Linked DNA regions of Gossypium hirsutum: region 2 is linked to region 1. The links are chromatin contacts, called in public Hi-C maps. All regions are on one chromosome and are shown on one strand. Each heading gives the region's core, a stretch centred on a gene start, on an enhancer-like site or on the middle of the called end of the contact. The rest is flanking DNA. Distances are from core to core; before and after follow the strand shown. Region 1 overlaps LOC107914196 (squamous cell carcinoma antigen recognized by T-cells 3). Region 2 has its middle 23 kb from the start of LOC121222386.

The links. A called contact is a pair of places that touch in the nucleus more often than the background predicts.
Region 2: a Hi-C map of leaf shows a contact between it and region 1, with 2.0 times the contacts expected there. The contact joins two enhancer-like sites. A contact is called at or near these places in 3 of 34 Hi-C or Micro-C datasets (all in leaf).

What each region holds. Positions count from the first base shown.
Region 1 is chrD10:10,411,937-10,419,633 of Gossypium_hirsutum_v2.1, forward strand. It overlaps LOC107914196 (squamous cell carcinoma antigen recognized by T-cells 3), which reads left to right. Exons shown (of 15, transcript XM_016843010.2): 14 at 178-444; 15 at 1,559-1,942. The coding sequence ends at 443. Among protein-coding and RNA genes, the nearest start is that of LOC107914196, 17 kb to the left of the region's middle. Within about 2 kb of position 3,090, at least 3 of the 9 cell types and tissues checked have an H3K27ac peak or open chromatin away from gene starts, as enhancers often do. A contact at or near this core is called in leaf, where this site is marked.
Region 2 is chrD10:10,544,757-10,552,213 of Gossypium_hirsutum_v2.1, forward strand. No RefSeq gene overlaps it. Among protein-coding and RNA genes, the nearest start is that of LOC121222386, 23 kb to the left of the region's middle. Within about 2 kb of position 2,090, at least 2 of the 9 cell types and tissues checked have an H3K27ac peak or open chromatin away from gene starts, as enhancers often do. A contact at or near this core is called in leaf, where this site is marked.

The DNA.
Region 1 (7,697 bases), core at 1,840-4,339:
TCTGCATTTTTATCAAGGTGATTTTCAGGTTTTGTTTATTACAGTTGCATTTAATTTCTCTCCCTTTGCTTTTATCATGACATATAATATGTGTATGCGTTTGTGCCATTTGCTTTATCCTTGTTACATCATAGCTTTGCTTGGTTAGTCTCTTATGTGTCTAAACTGAAATTGCAGAACATGATAGCAATCAGAGTGGAATTGAAGGGAGTTCTGCATCTAAAGAATCTGTTGAAATCTCAAAGGGTTCAAGCGTAGCTCCCCAGGTACCACATTCTCGTAAGCATTTTGAGAGCATTCAACTGAAGGGGAAAAATACGTTTGCGGTGCCTAGAAATGTTAAACCACTTGGGTGGACTACTAACAAGCCAGGAACCAAGAAAGAGGAAGATGAGAAGCCAAAATCGAATGATGAATTCAGAAAAATGTTTATGAAAAGCTGAGGTACGTTCTCAAAATATTATCCTTAGTAGCAAAATCCAATTTTGGTGATAAATTAGTTGTGGTTTTGGGTAATGCATTTAGGGTGAACTGCTAAGTGCTAACCATTGCTTTATCAATTTCCTTTTTTTCTTTTTCACACTAATAGGTTGGCAACAGTTTTACTTTTACCATTACCGTTAGGTTTAATGACCCATGTTTTGCGTGTAGGTAATGCTCCACTCTCTCTGTTTAATCTTTGGATTTAGAGATTTAATTTCCAAACCTTGTGGGATTACAGGTTTAGAAATGGTTATTTTCTATTTATTCTCTTTTAATTTACAACCATAAATGCTCCAAAGTGGTGGGAAAATGAGATTCAACTTGAAAAGCCGTTGGTTCTGATTTGAGACCCTTCAATTTGATCTGAACTTATTTAAAAAATTAAGATGCTGAAAGGATCTGAATTTGAAGTGATTTAAATCTGAAATAATTTGAGATTTGGGATTTGAGTTCAATTTGATAAAAACTAGGGTAAAATTAATATATATAAAACTTAAGGTCTTTTGAGTCTAGTTTGTAACGGCTTGTAACGTGAAAATACTATTGATGCAAACAAGCAATTTTATGATGGTACGTGCTTCATATTGTCATGTATAAGCAAGGGTAACCGATTAAGTTGAATTAAATCAAACTGATTTCATCAAATTGATTGGGATTAGTGAATTTAGTTTGATTATTCTTTTAAATAAGTTTAGTTGATTGATTGTAATGTATGATGGAACTATAGGCTTGGGAAACAAAGAAAAGATGCAAGATATTCAGCAACAAGAAGGAAAAGGATTGAATAGAGGAATTTTTGAACATTTGGTGATTGCAAGTCTCCGAGATAGCTTGGTTGATCTTTGGTTTATGTTTCAGTTTTCATTTCCCTTTCATTTGTTTCGAGAGATATATTGATCAATTTCATTTCTTTCTTTTTTCTATTGACTCTTTCAATTATGATGTAGGGATTCATGAATCTATGTGTCTATATGGATCTTGTTCATGAAAATGTGCAAAAGTTTTATTTGCCGGAGAAAATTGCAATCACCCAATCCTTCCTTCTCAAAAGAACATGAAATTCTTTTTCTTGCAGAGACTAGGAGATTGAATCTAGCCGTAAGAGGAATGCTTGGCTGATAAATAATTCACTTCTTGGTCTTGACTCCCTTAGTCACTACAAAAGCCTTGATGAGATGCATCTATTTATCCATCTTTTGATTTTGACTCAAAATGGGAGTAGGTTTGAAAAAGGATATTAGAGTGTTTAGGTTGACTCAAAATACTTGTCATGGTAAGGAAAAATGGGAGAATAAGCAAACTTTGAGAGCGCAGAATGAGTTGTATGAGTTGTATGCCGTGTTCGGGAAGGATGAATCGCTATCAATATAGATTAGTTTGGATCAATATGGAATTATTATACTATGCTCATTACATATTTTTTTCTTGGTTGATAATAGTGAGTACAATGCAAATAATTTATGCAGCTTTAATATCTTTTGGTCAACGGAATTTAAAAACGAAGAATTTATTCTCTTTTTTTTTTTCCAAAAAAATGCTTTTAAAAACTATGTAATACTTATTTTTGAACTCTTTGTTTACATCGTAGTAATATTTTTTTGTTTCTCCTTTCGTCTTTGGACTCCTATAGATTTTGTGAAGTGGAATATAAACTTATGGACCTTAATATTCATACTTAATCTCAACTCATTAGCACTTTTATGTGCCTAATCATAAACACCAAAATTCAACCCAAATCATTCCGTTTACAAATTACAAAATAAAATAAAATAAAAACCAACAAAATTATATTTTACAACCAATTTAAGTAAACAAAACAAAAAAAAAATTAAAAAGCAACTAAATGTAGTAGTAATAATAAAAGAAGTGTCCACAATAGAGTTCCAAAATAAGAATTGGAGTAAAGGTGTGGCTCAAATTTCCCAATTAATGGTAGCATAGGTTTAGGCTCCTTTATTGTTGATTATGTTCTCATTCAAATTCGGACCACTTAGTACAATACATTCTTTTAGGGTTTTAAAATATTCTACGATGTAAACAAATTGAAGTGGGAACCAAACTGACATATTCAGTAGAGCTTGAACCGAGTTGGACTGGGGCATATAATCAATTTTAACCTAGGCTAGGCTCCTTTATTCCTCATCTCCTTCTTGCCTCTTTTTAATTCCTATGGCCCCATTCAAAACAAACTCAGGGGAGAATCTTTTTTAAAGTAGTTAGCTTCACTTTAGTGTCATTGATAATAAGTCTTACTTTTAATTATTTAATATTGTTAACTAGTGAGTTCAATAAGGAGAGGAAGAGATGGATTGTATGATGGTTCACCTTTGTGGGGGTGGAAAGCCACTAGAAAGGGGGTCGATCTTTGGTGAGAAAGTTTGGAAAGAAGTATTTGATATGGAAAGGGGACTTGGCTTTCTTCAGTTTTTGTTGTGGGTTTTTATACTGCGAGATAAGGTTGCCTATCTGTTTAGATATTGTTGACAATGAGATCATATTTAATTCTCTTTCAGTGACGTCTTAGAATATAATGTCTGAGGGCAGTTGGGTAATTAATGACTTCGAATACCTACGCGTGTATCATGCATGCTTAGCAAAGATATGAAATGGCATGAGGATTTTTTGGGCTCATGTTTACTTGTGGTAAAAGGTGGAAGGTTTGTTGATTGCATAGTTTGTTGGCTTAGTTTGATTCACTGGACACGCATAGCATAGTTTAGGAATAGATGTAGGGGTACGTGATATAGGTATAACAAATATATGTTGGTATAAAAATTTATTTAATTAAATTTTATTTTAAAAAATAAAATATTTACAATGCTTTAAAATGAAATTATTATTTTAATATAGCAAAAAGGCATTATTATTGAATTCTAAATTAAGCATGATTTACTATTTAAAATATGTCCTAATATAAAAAAATGTTTTTTTAACATTTTATCATTTTAATTATAAAGTATTATTTAATAAAAATAAAAGAAATAGTTATGATTTTGAATTAGTTTAAAATAATTTAAAAGGAACTTAATTTAATATCAAAATAAATGAAAAGATTTAAAATTAAATTATGATTATGGTAATAAAAAAATTAAAATATTGAAATCAGGAAAACTATTAATTTGAAATGTGTTAAAAATGAAGAAGGTACCTTATGTAAAAATTAAGAACAAAACCACTTTCATTTCTATAAAATAAAACACTAATATCATATTTACACTTTTCTATCAATATATTTAAAATTTGGTTACCTACAAATAATAATCCCACATGTTGGGTAGGCCCCATGAAATATATAAATATTAATCTAATTTTTAAAATAATAAAATGGGAAGTTTAGAGTTGACCTAAACCCGACATGAATAAAAGATCTAGAAGCATCTTGAGTAGTAGTTCAAACACACATTGAAAGGTTATTGTCTATTATTCTGGAATAAAAACAACTTCACAATGCCTTGTATAAAAATAAAATAATAATAAAAGCGACACCTTCTGATGAACATTCTTTTTTATGTTATAAAGTTAATAGAATTTGTGGACCAATTCTAAATAATAATAAGACTCCAATGTAATGTCATGGTGACCTTAACAATTAAACCAAACTAACTCCATCATTAAAATTGGATATGAATCACTTCTTGCATTGCCTTGTCTTTAGGAAAAAAACCAAACTCTTGCCATATCTTTTAAATAGATACTATCATACCAAATTTAACATCATCAATTTCCTTCAAATCATTTAATCTTTTACCATATGCAATTACATTAAAATTAAATTAGATACAATAGATATGAAAAAAATGAGCCCTAGAACTCACCAAATTGTTTGACCCACAATTAAACGAATTGAATGACTTGGGTTCATGCGTCTTCTACTTTTACATATTAATGCTGCTTCATTTCTCTCTGCTCTTTAATCATCATTCATGCATTTCCATCCATATCACTTAAAACTTAATAAATATACATTTTTTTAATTTTCAAACAATGTCACATTTTTAAAAAGATGTAAATTTGGGTGTCAAAATAGAGTTAGTCAAAATTTAATTTTTTTTCATGTGACCCCATACCTCTCTTTCTATGTTTCCCTTTTTTTCCTTCTTCCTACATCATGCCGCGTCTTCAATACTGATTGCAAATTCCCCTTTTCCCCTTCCTAATCCTAATCATCCATCATTATCATCCTTGGCTCTCCAATCAAAAATATATTTGAAAAATCAAAATCCTACCCATTAAGATAATATTTTTATATTATATCAGAATCAATCATTTTGACCATTAAACTAAATAATTAACTCAACTCAAACTAATTTCTCTACACATAGTTTCCATAGGTGAGATCCAAACTTAAACACTTAAAAGATCCTAAAGTTTTAATCTTGATATAAATTATATTCGAGATAAAGAGATTTGATATTTAAAAAAAAAAAAAGAGAAACCAAGTACTAATAAAAAATATATTTGATAGTTTATGTGGAAATAAGAATATGAGCCATTTTTAGGATAAAAGAAAAAGGGTTGTGAAGTGAAGTTAATATAAACAAAAACTGGTTTAAAAGTAGATGAGAGTGGGGAGGTACGATGTCTGGTTTGGTGGTACATAATATAGTGGGCAGAGAAGAAAGAGATGGATAGTGTAAAAGGAAAGGTTAATAAACTTCATTGGCAGTGCAGCTTTGAATCTCATGCTAATGTGGCCTTTAAGTCTTAACTCCAAGTCCAGACAAATATTAAAAGCCATGACAACCTACTCTTTTCGGCAAGCCCCCAAAATCATACTAGCCTAAGCCAGGCTGGGTCCACTTTCTCAAACCACACCTTCTCTTACACACATCTCTCTCCTCCATAATATTAAATTTAAAGTTTGTCATCATTTAACCCAAAAAGTGTTAGAATTAACAATGAAATTTAGGAGTTTGATATATTACTAATTAACTCTAACGTATTTAAATTATCCAATAAAATTAAAAGAACCAGACCAAATATTATTTAAATGAGACATTCTGTGTAACGGAACAAGTTTTCAAACTCTAAAAACAGAAATGGTGGGAAATATCTTGTTAGACTTAGGGTTGGTCATAATAAAATTGCATATGATATGTTTCAGCCTTTTTTTTTTTTTTTGACAGTGGTGGCTCTTTGCTTGGACTAAAAAATTGCAGAAATTTGTCCACCAAATTGATGTTACTGTGGTCCATAAAGCCATGAACATGAACTGCATGTGAAGCAAACCCTTCGTCTTAATCTGCTATTATTTACTCTACTTTCATGAAACCAAAAGAAACATGTTGTACTAGGTAATTCTAGAGACACATGCATGTTCAGTACTGATTTTACTTAATTATTTTATATTTCAACATGTATAAAAGTAGAAGGAAACTAATTAAAGCTAGGTGCTATAATAATAATAAAAAGATGTGGCTGAAGAAAAGCATTTAAATAGCAATGAGTGGAAGATGAGGTAAGGTAGAATGATTGATGGTTGGTCCGAATCCTAACAGTAGAAGAAATGACATTTCCCAACATTTGAAGCTTAAGGAACATTTTTATATGTAGTTTTAAGAATAAGGAACATCAACTTGCATGATCCCCTGTGGGAGGCCAATTTTAACCCCTACTTTTCCCATCACCCAATTAATCACAAATAAATATTAAAAGTTTAAGCATTAAACATTAATTATTAACTAGGTACAAAGGTTTTTTTCATTAAATTGTCAAATTAAATAAGTCAAGTTTTTAATCACCTTAGTGGTAGTCTACAATTGGCACTGTCGAGTGCCACTCGGAAACTCTCCGCTTATTTTACCTTAACAATCTCCTCCATTGGCAATTTGATGAACAAAATCAAACAACATGGGAAGCGAATTACCACAGTCAACAAAACCTCCCACTCAGCACAACCTTGCTCTACTTACCTTAACTTAGAACATGATATAGTAATTTTGAACTATTAATGACGTGTCTAGAATTCACACTAACAATCAAAATACTAAATTATATCTAAGTAGCAAATACAGTAAAGTGCATCAAAGTAAACATATACCATAACACAATATCATCATAGTTCCAAATCAATTCAGTAATTCCACAACATCCACAGTAACAATATCAACAAATAAGTATCATCATCTCACTTATACAGACCAAATCAAATAAGTTCAAAAGAAAAAGAAATGAACACCACAAGGTCTGATGCATATTCAATGTCAACAATATCTTCTTCTGGAAATGTAAATAACTTCATTAACCATCAACTTCATTAATCAGCAAAAGGATATATACTTCCTATATAGCAAGCAACAACACTCAAACCAGTAGCTTCCATACATACTTCTATTCCCCATCATCTATACTCTACTCCCTTTTTTTTTTCAACAAAATTGCCAACAAAATGCTAAATATCCTTACTCTCTTGATTGGACCAAGGAAAAAATGAATATTGATACAAACATGTATAAGTAAGTTAGTATATAGAATCAAGAGTACAAGATCACTAGATTGAGTGAATAATTGTGCAAGTATCACTTGTATTGCAGATATTTCTTTAGTGCTACATTTCTGTCCCTAATCTGCTGAACGATCCTTACATTAGCCTTCATCTTGGTTATCACTCGATTATGCGATTCAATAGAGGATGTTAGATGATCAATCATCCTAATATTGAACCTTTCATCATTGCTTGAAGAGCTAGTGGAAGTGGGAACTTTTGCCTTCCCTGCAGTGGTTGTTGCTTTATGGTCTACTTGTTATTAGTCATTGGCGAAACCATATACTCACACAGCTCTTTTACTGGATATTCAACATTTTTGTTTTGAAAGAATTTTGAAAATTGCTTCTCACAATTGTTGCCTATGAGGTCTCTATCCTTTTCATCGATCAGGTATGGCTTTTCAGGAGAAATTTGTAATGCGCTTGGTAGAAAAATTGAGAAAAAATATTGTATTGTGCCACTTAAGTTCTGTCTCTATAGGCTTTTAAGTCCATTCATTGGCCTGCAGATAATTCCCTTATTTGGTTTTTGGAAGAATCGAACATACCATAACGACTGTAACTTAAGATTTATACACACCGACTGTTCGATCTGACGATAACCTACTATATGATTGTAAGTTTAATATATATTTTCCCACTCCTTTCAATAGCTGGAAAATTCCCAGATCTATAAACTTCTGGGGTGTTTGGTTTAAGATTATGGATACGAAAAGAACAGTCAATTC
Region 2 (7,457 bases), core at 840-3,339, 130 kb after region 1:
CCAGATGGTCAAATGCGACTGACATAAATTGACAAAAGAACTGAGCATCCACCAAACTAGAGGGGACGACGACAAAACCAACCCTAAAATTACTCGCAAAAGCAAGACTACATGCATAAGCAAGCTTAAAAAACAATTGAAAAACAAACAAAAAAGCATATAAAACTTAAGATAACATGAGTCCAAACCGGCTCATGAAATAATTTATTATTTTGAAACTCTCAAAACAGAAACAGATTAAGAAGTCAACGAAGAGCTACTCACTTTCTAAAAGAAATTGTCGATGGTTGGTGGTGCTTCAATGATGATAGGTACTATCATCTGTCCACCACAACTTGTGAAGACAACAAATATACCCACAAAATCGATCCGTAAACTGAAAAGAAAGAAAATGCATGGAGTGAATGAGAAGAAGAAAGAAAAAGAGGGTTGGTGGATAGGAGAAAAAGGGGGACGGTAGCTAGCTTGGACGCTAACACTGCTGCTAAGCAAAAACAAAAAGAAGCAAACGATTTGGAAAAAAAATTAGGGTGTTTTTGGGGTGATAAATTAATTTTTTAAACCATAAGGCTTGGCTCAATTAGTAAAATACAACCTTTTTTTTTAATATAACAATGATTCGAATCTAAGTTAGGCTAAGTGAACATCTAACTAATAAGTCACAACTTGAGATTCAATCACAATTCTTTATTAATAATTAAGTGGTATAATTTTTAATAATTAAAAGACATCATTAAAACATTATAAATATTTTTAAAATGTTCTAATAGCATTTTTAATTTAAACCTTAGACCATAAATAATTATAATTATTTTGAAATATAAAATAAAATATTTATTAGCTAAAGTTAGGTCTTTATACCATGAACCCTTTTGAATAATATTGTGGTCTTTCAACATAACTTTTTTTTTTTGAGAAAATGCTTAGCGTCAAATTTTGGAAATACAATATTCGTTCTAAATTTTATAATACACGAAAATATTTTATATTAAAAATATATTTATAAATATACTTGGTGAAATGATAAGAGATTTTTATATAATTTATTAGTCTTGTATTTGATTCTTAAATAATGTTTTTTAGTTATTTTATTTAAAATTATATAAAATTATGATCTTTTTAATAATATTAATTATCCTTTAAAATAATGGTATTTTCGTAACTTCGCAATTGAATTGGTGTCAAGTTAACTTGTAACACTAGTCATTTCATACAAGGAGAAGTTAGAAAAGTTTTTTAAGGGGACCGAAATTAAATTTTAATTTTTATGATAGTAAAAATATAATTTCACCATTTTGATAGTCTATATTTTTATAATTTTTAAAAAATTAAATCAAATTTTTATCATATTTAGAAAGTTAATTTAAAATTTTAAAAAAAATTTAAAGAGAAGATTAACTTAGTTCTCACTTTGAAATTCTCCATCTTACTTTTCTAAAACAGTTAATCTTATCCGACACTCCAAGATTCCTTATTAACGATTACTATGTTTTAATTTTACTTTAAAGATTTGTTTTTCTTTATTTTAATTTGTTATATCCATTCTTCTAATGAAATTTTTATTTTGTTATAAATATAAATATACAAAAATAGTTATTTAACTATTCAGTTGGTTTTATTTTCGTCACTAAATTATTAATTTTTTATTTAATTTTCGAAAGTAAATATTATACTCGTTAACTTAGTAACAACAGTCTAACAAATTTAGCCATCAAATGTTTACACATTCTATCAATTTGATCTTAAATCCAAAAAATTCAACAAATTTAGAACTCAATGTTTACAAAATTTGTTATTTTAATTTTAATTCTAACAATTATCAAATAATTTTAAAAATATTAAAAATAATTTTATATTAATTTTTAAAAATTGTATTTAATTTTTCTCATCAACCATGCTCATTTTCTCACCAATCAAACATGTGGGAAACTCAATGAGTAAAGCTATTTTTTATTCAAACCCAGAAAAATGGTTGGAAGTTTAGACATAGAATGAAATTTGGATCATTACTGTTGAGTCCCTGAAAACCAAATTTAATAAGTTAAGTGGGCTTTCTGTATAGAATTTAATAATATTAAAAATCATCCAAGAAAGTTTTGCATACGGGTCCATGTTGCAACTATTTGTGTCATTGGGCCAATTTAGCTTAATTAGTATATGGTCCAACAAACTTATTCTTCATTTTTTATTTAATTATTTAATTTAATCAATTACCACTGAGCTTCAGTTTTGCAGACAATATATCTATCATCCTCTAACCTTTGTATGCTTCATACCATCAGCAATCAATTATTAAATTTAATTAATTAATAAAAGATAATTTAATGAATTAAATACTTTTATAAAAAATATTGTATATTTTAATGGTTGTTTTTTTAATCAATGAGATAAATAAAAAATATAAAATTTTAATCATGATTTTTTTAATGATAGTTTAACCTTTGTAAATTAGTAAATGAGAATGTTATATTTTATAAGAAATCTCTTTTATTTGATTACTATAAAAGGGATTACCTTCCCAGACATTCAAGTTCATAAGTTTAGAAATTCAAAATTTGATAACTTTCTCCAAAATCTCAAGGAAGGAATCTCTAAAGAAGTAAAAATATTCGAAAGAAAAAAAAAACTTAAAAATGCCACATCAATTCTGAAGAAAACTACTTTCTAATCTTGTTCAATCGACGAAAAAGAGAGAGCTAAATTCGTTCTTTAAGTAGAATCTTTCATCCAAGATCAAGTCTTTATGATCATTGGATAAATGCTCACCTCAATTCGGTTGTATCAACAGAAAGTAGGTTAAATATGTTTTTCAATATTAGACCCTAAAAGGCCCTTAAAGTAGAAATCTCCATCTAAGATCAAGTCTCAAATACCCTTGGATAAAGCTTTCTCAATCCCATTGAATCAACACAAAAAAATAAAATAAAAATATAACTTGTTATTCAAGATCAAGTTTTTATAACCTTTCAAACGAACTTCATTGGTCCAAGATCAAGTCTTGAAAACACTTGAATCAATTCTCAAGTAAGCAACTTTCCATATTTGTATTCAAGATCAAGTTTTGACGAGTCTTAGTGACCACATCCATTCAAAATCGAGTCTAGACAATCCTTAGATCGAAACTTCATTAAAAAGAAGAGTCAAAAGATATATCAAGAGGTTCTAAGTCAAATTCTATAAATAAAAATCTTTTATTTGTTCCAATTTTCCAGTCTTTTTTTGCCTAAAATTTTTTGTATACAAATTTTTTGCACACCTAATGAGATCATCTCTGTCATTCATTTATTTTCTTCAAAAACCAAACTCATCAAAGTTCACAGATGCTCATTATCAAAGTTGGACATTATGGCTGCGATGACAACTAGCAATCTACGATGACAACTAGCAATTTTTTCATTGTATAGAAGTTGTGGAATTCATTGCATCAAGTTAAAAGAAAGGATTATCAACTTGTTTTCACGAGGCACAAATCAAAAGCTTAAGTAGATGCAACCAATCACATGCAAGTGAAACTCATTAACAAATTCTTTAAAAAGTTGGTCAAATTTCTACCAAGACTATTAAAAAAGGACTTCAAAACGTTTCTTTATGTCAGCTCAAAGAGCTTATTAAGGAATCTAATCAAGGATCAAGTCAAAAGTGTTTCTCCACATTTATACACATTTGCAAAGCCATATGCTCAAAGGATTTTGATCGATTGGGGATGCTTGAAAATTATCAACCTCTAAAATACCAACAGGTTGATGGAAATCCACATCTATATGTTGCTCACTTTGTGGGAACTTGCAACAACATCAAAATGATGGAGATCTCATGGTAAAGTAATTTATTTAATCATTAAAATGAACTGCCTTTGATAAGTAATCTGATCTTATGCCTTGGATGATTAATATCTAAGAATAATTTAAGCGAGAATTTCTCAATCGATTCTATAACACTCACCACAAAGTCAACACAATTAAAATCACACATTCACGCTAATGAAAGGATGAGCCAATCATCGATTACATTCACTATTAGAGGAACTTAAGTTTGAGTTGTAAGAACACTTTGCCAGAGTCTTTTAACATTTACATTTGCATACAAGGCATGAATCGGGCTTGTCCTATATTCTCCAAGGCATCAAGCGAAAATATTTTAAAGAATTAGCCATCCAAGCTCACATCATGGAACCAAAAATGTCAACTACCAAAAATCTATAACCTCATTAGTAAGAAATTCACAATGGTGCAAAATTTTAGCTAGTAATAAAGGTATTGATCAACCCATAATTGTAAAATGAGACTCCTAAGCATGATCTTAAACTATTTATCACTCTTAAGCACAAGATTAAACCACTCATCCAAAAAAAATATTGAACGACATCATTATTTGGTCCTTCAAGAAAAAAATGGTGCATACACAACCTAGTTTCATTGCTAAGTTTAGTCCAAAGAAAAAAAATCTTGATGGCATCCTTTAAAGATGGAAAAAATTTTGGCAGCAGAAGTAACTAAAGTTTCAATACTTGCCCACTTCTTATCAACAAAAACAATTTAAGTGACCAAGTTTTGATGGGGAATTGAAGAAGAGTTTTGGACAAATCAAAGTTCATCATGTATCATTGTTATTTATCTCTTATTTAAATCATTTTAGAGTTATTTTAGAAATTCAATATATTCTTTAAGGATTATTTTATTTCTAATTAATTTAAATTAATATGAGATAAATAATAAATAAAAGATTTTAATCCTTGTAGATCACACAAATGAAGAAAATATATTCCACAAGAAGTCTATTTACTTAACTAGAAGGAGATTACCTCCAAACCATTCAACATAACTTAACAACTTTAGGAGTTTGGAAGTTTATACATCGAAGCCTGAAGAGAAGATTTTGAAGACAAAAGCTTTCTAAAAATTCTAAAAAAAATCTTTGAGGAAATCAAATTTTTTTTAAATGTTGCTTCAGTTTTAAAGGAAATTGTTCTTTGATCTTATTCGACAGAAAAAAATGCTAAATCCATTTTCAAGATGAAGACTAAAAGGCCCTTTAAGCGGAAGCAACTATCTAGTATTAAGTCTTGAAGAACATTGGATAAAAGCTTTTATAATTTGATTACACCAACAAAAAAGAGATAAAACTCATTCTTCAAGTCTAGAAGGCCTTTGAAGCGGAATCATCCATCCACTATAAAGTCTCAAAGACCCTTGGATAAAAACTCTCCCCAATTGTCTTGCATTAATAGAAAATAAAGCTAAACCAAGGTAGTTAGTATTGCACCTGTAGGTGCACCATTTTTCTACTAGAACTGTAACAGCCCGTTTTTCAGGGGTGCTGAAAATAGTGGTTTTAGGACCACAATTCCGACGAGTGAGTTCATAAATATAACTATTTAATATTTATGAGTTAAATATAATAAGATAGTGAATCCTGATTCGATAAAATTGTTAATTGGTCAGTTAGACACAATACAAGTGGTTAGTATCGAAAGTCAGTGGTTTTGGAAAATAAGGTATTGAGACTTTATTTTTGTAAGTCGAGCTCTTAAATATTTCCATTAAATATTTCAAAGCTATTATATAGGTGAATTGAGGTTTGGTCTGAAAGTTTTGGTGTTTAAATAGTTAATTAAGGAAAAAAGACTAAATCGTAAAAGTTGAATTCTATTGAATTATATTCCCTAAAAGGGTAGATGATAATTATTGTAAGTGTTTAAGTGGTAATTATCCACTTTTGAAGATAAATGGATGGTTGTGGCTTGGTAAAATTGTAATTTATATTAAAAAATTATAAACTAAAAATTATAATTAAAGTAAAACAAATAAGTGTCATCATCATCCATTTTCATTTCTTTCTTTCTCAAACCGAAACTAAAAGCACCAAGGAAGCCATTTTTGTAGGCTTACATTTGGCCAAGCTTAAGGTTCTTGCATGGTGAGCTTTTTCAATCCTGTTTTTAGTAAATTTTATGTTTTTGAGATTGTTGTAACTTGATTTAGCTAAATCGTACCTCCATTTTTAAAACTGTTAAAGATTTTAAAAGTTACCATTAATGGTTTTTAAGCTTTTTGAATGGTAAATGATAGATTTGTAGGATTGGAATTGTTTAAGGAATATTTGTTAAGTGATTTTTGTTAGTTTTACATTTAGGAACTAAAATGAGAAATTAATGAAATTGACATGAAATTTATGTAAATTTAGAGTTTATAGGGTTGTAAAAGGATATAATTGAAACCAGAATGAAAAATGAAGTCCACGTGTGAAAGATATGATAGTCTTGATTTTAAGGACTTAATTGAATAAAATGTAAAAGTTTAAGAAAATAGTGTAAAATAAAATTAAAATTTCATATACATATATTGGAGTGTTATAATGTAATTGGAATTGATAATTTGAATTTAACTATCATATAGATCAAAGATCAGATCAAGTTATTGATAATCGGGAAAAAGGAAAAACTGCAGAATAGTCCTTACATTTCAGTTTGTTAATCGATTGTCTTAGGTAAGTTCATACAGTTTTTAGTCATTATAAATTTTGATTAATTGTGTTATAAATACTTATATATATTTAATAAATCTTGAATGAAATGGCATTGATATAGAAATTGAGTTTGGGCTTAAATGAAAGGTATTTTGATATGTATGGGATAATTAAACTATGTCTAGAGTATTTCACGATATTGAGATGAATTTGATATATGCCTTAGTATTGGAAGTGTTGTGATGACATGAATGTCCTAAATCCTGAATAAGTGCTCTTGATAGTACTTTCGTACTCTTGATAGCACATTTGTGCTCCTGTTGGCACTACGGTGCTCCTGATAGCATATTCATGCTTTTGTTTGCAATTATGATGTCCTGACTATACATTTGTGCCCAGTTATGCACTCTGGTGTCTTGTTTGCACTTCGGTGCTCCTGTATGCACTTTCTTGCCCTATTTATCACCTCGGTGTATCTTGATATTGTAACTCGTGTATCCAAACTCTTTTACTATTGTTCATCGAGCTGTCTTGATTAATAAAAGAAGTGAATGACTAGATGACTTGAATATGTATTGATACTTGGATTGATTTGAATGAAATGTGTTATTGATTGTCTTGTTACACGAGTATATGAAAGACTCACCTGATTCTTGTGAAATGAAATACCATGTTCCATAAATACATAATTATATAATTGTATTTTTGTTTGATAAGGTAAGTTAATGTACATGTTTTATATGAACTTGATAAGCCTTCATAAACCTTACTTATTTTGTTTCTTATTTCTTATACCTGACATTTTGCGGAACACAACCATTGAATCTCCTCAAAGCTCACGCTATCCAACATCTGACTAGGTAGTTCATTAGAATGATATTTTTGGTTATGTGGCATGTATATAGACTAAATGTAGTAGTGTTGTCTTGGAAAGAAATAATGTGAATCCTTGTTTTATTTTCAAGGTTTATAAATGTGTAAATGTATGCTTT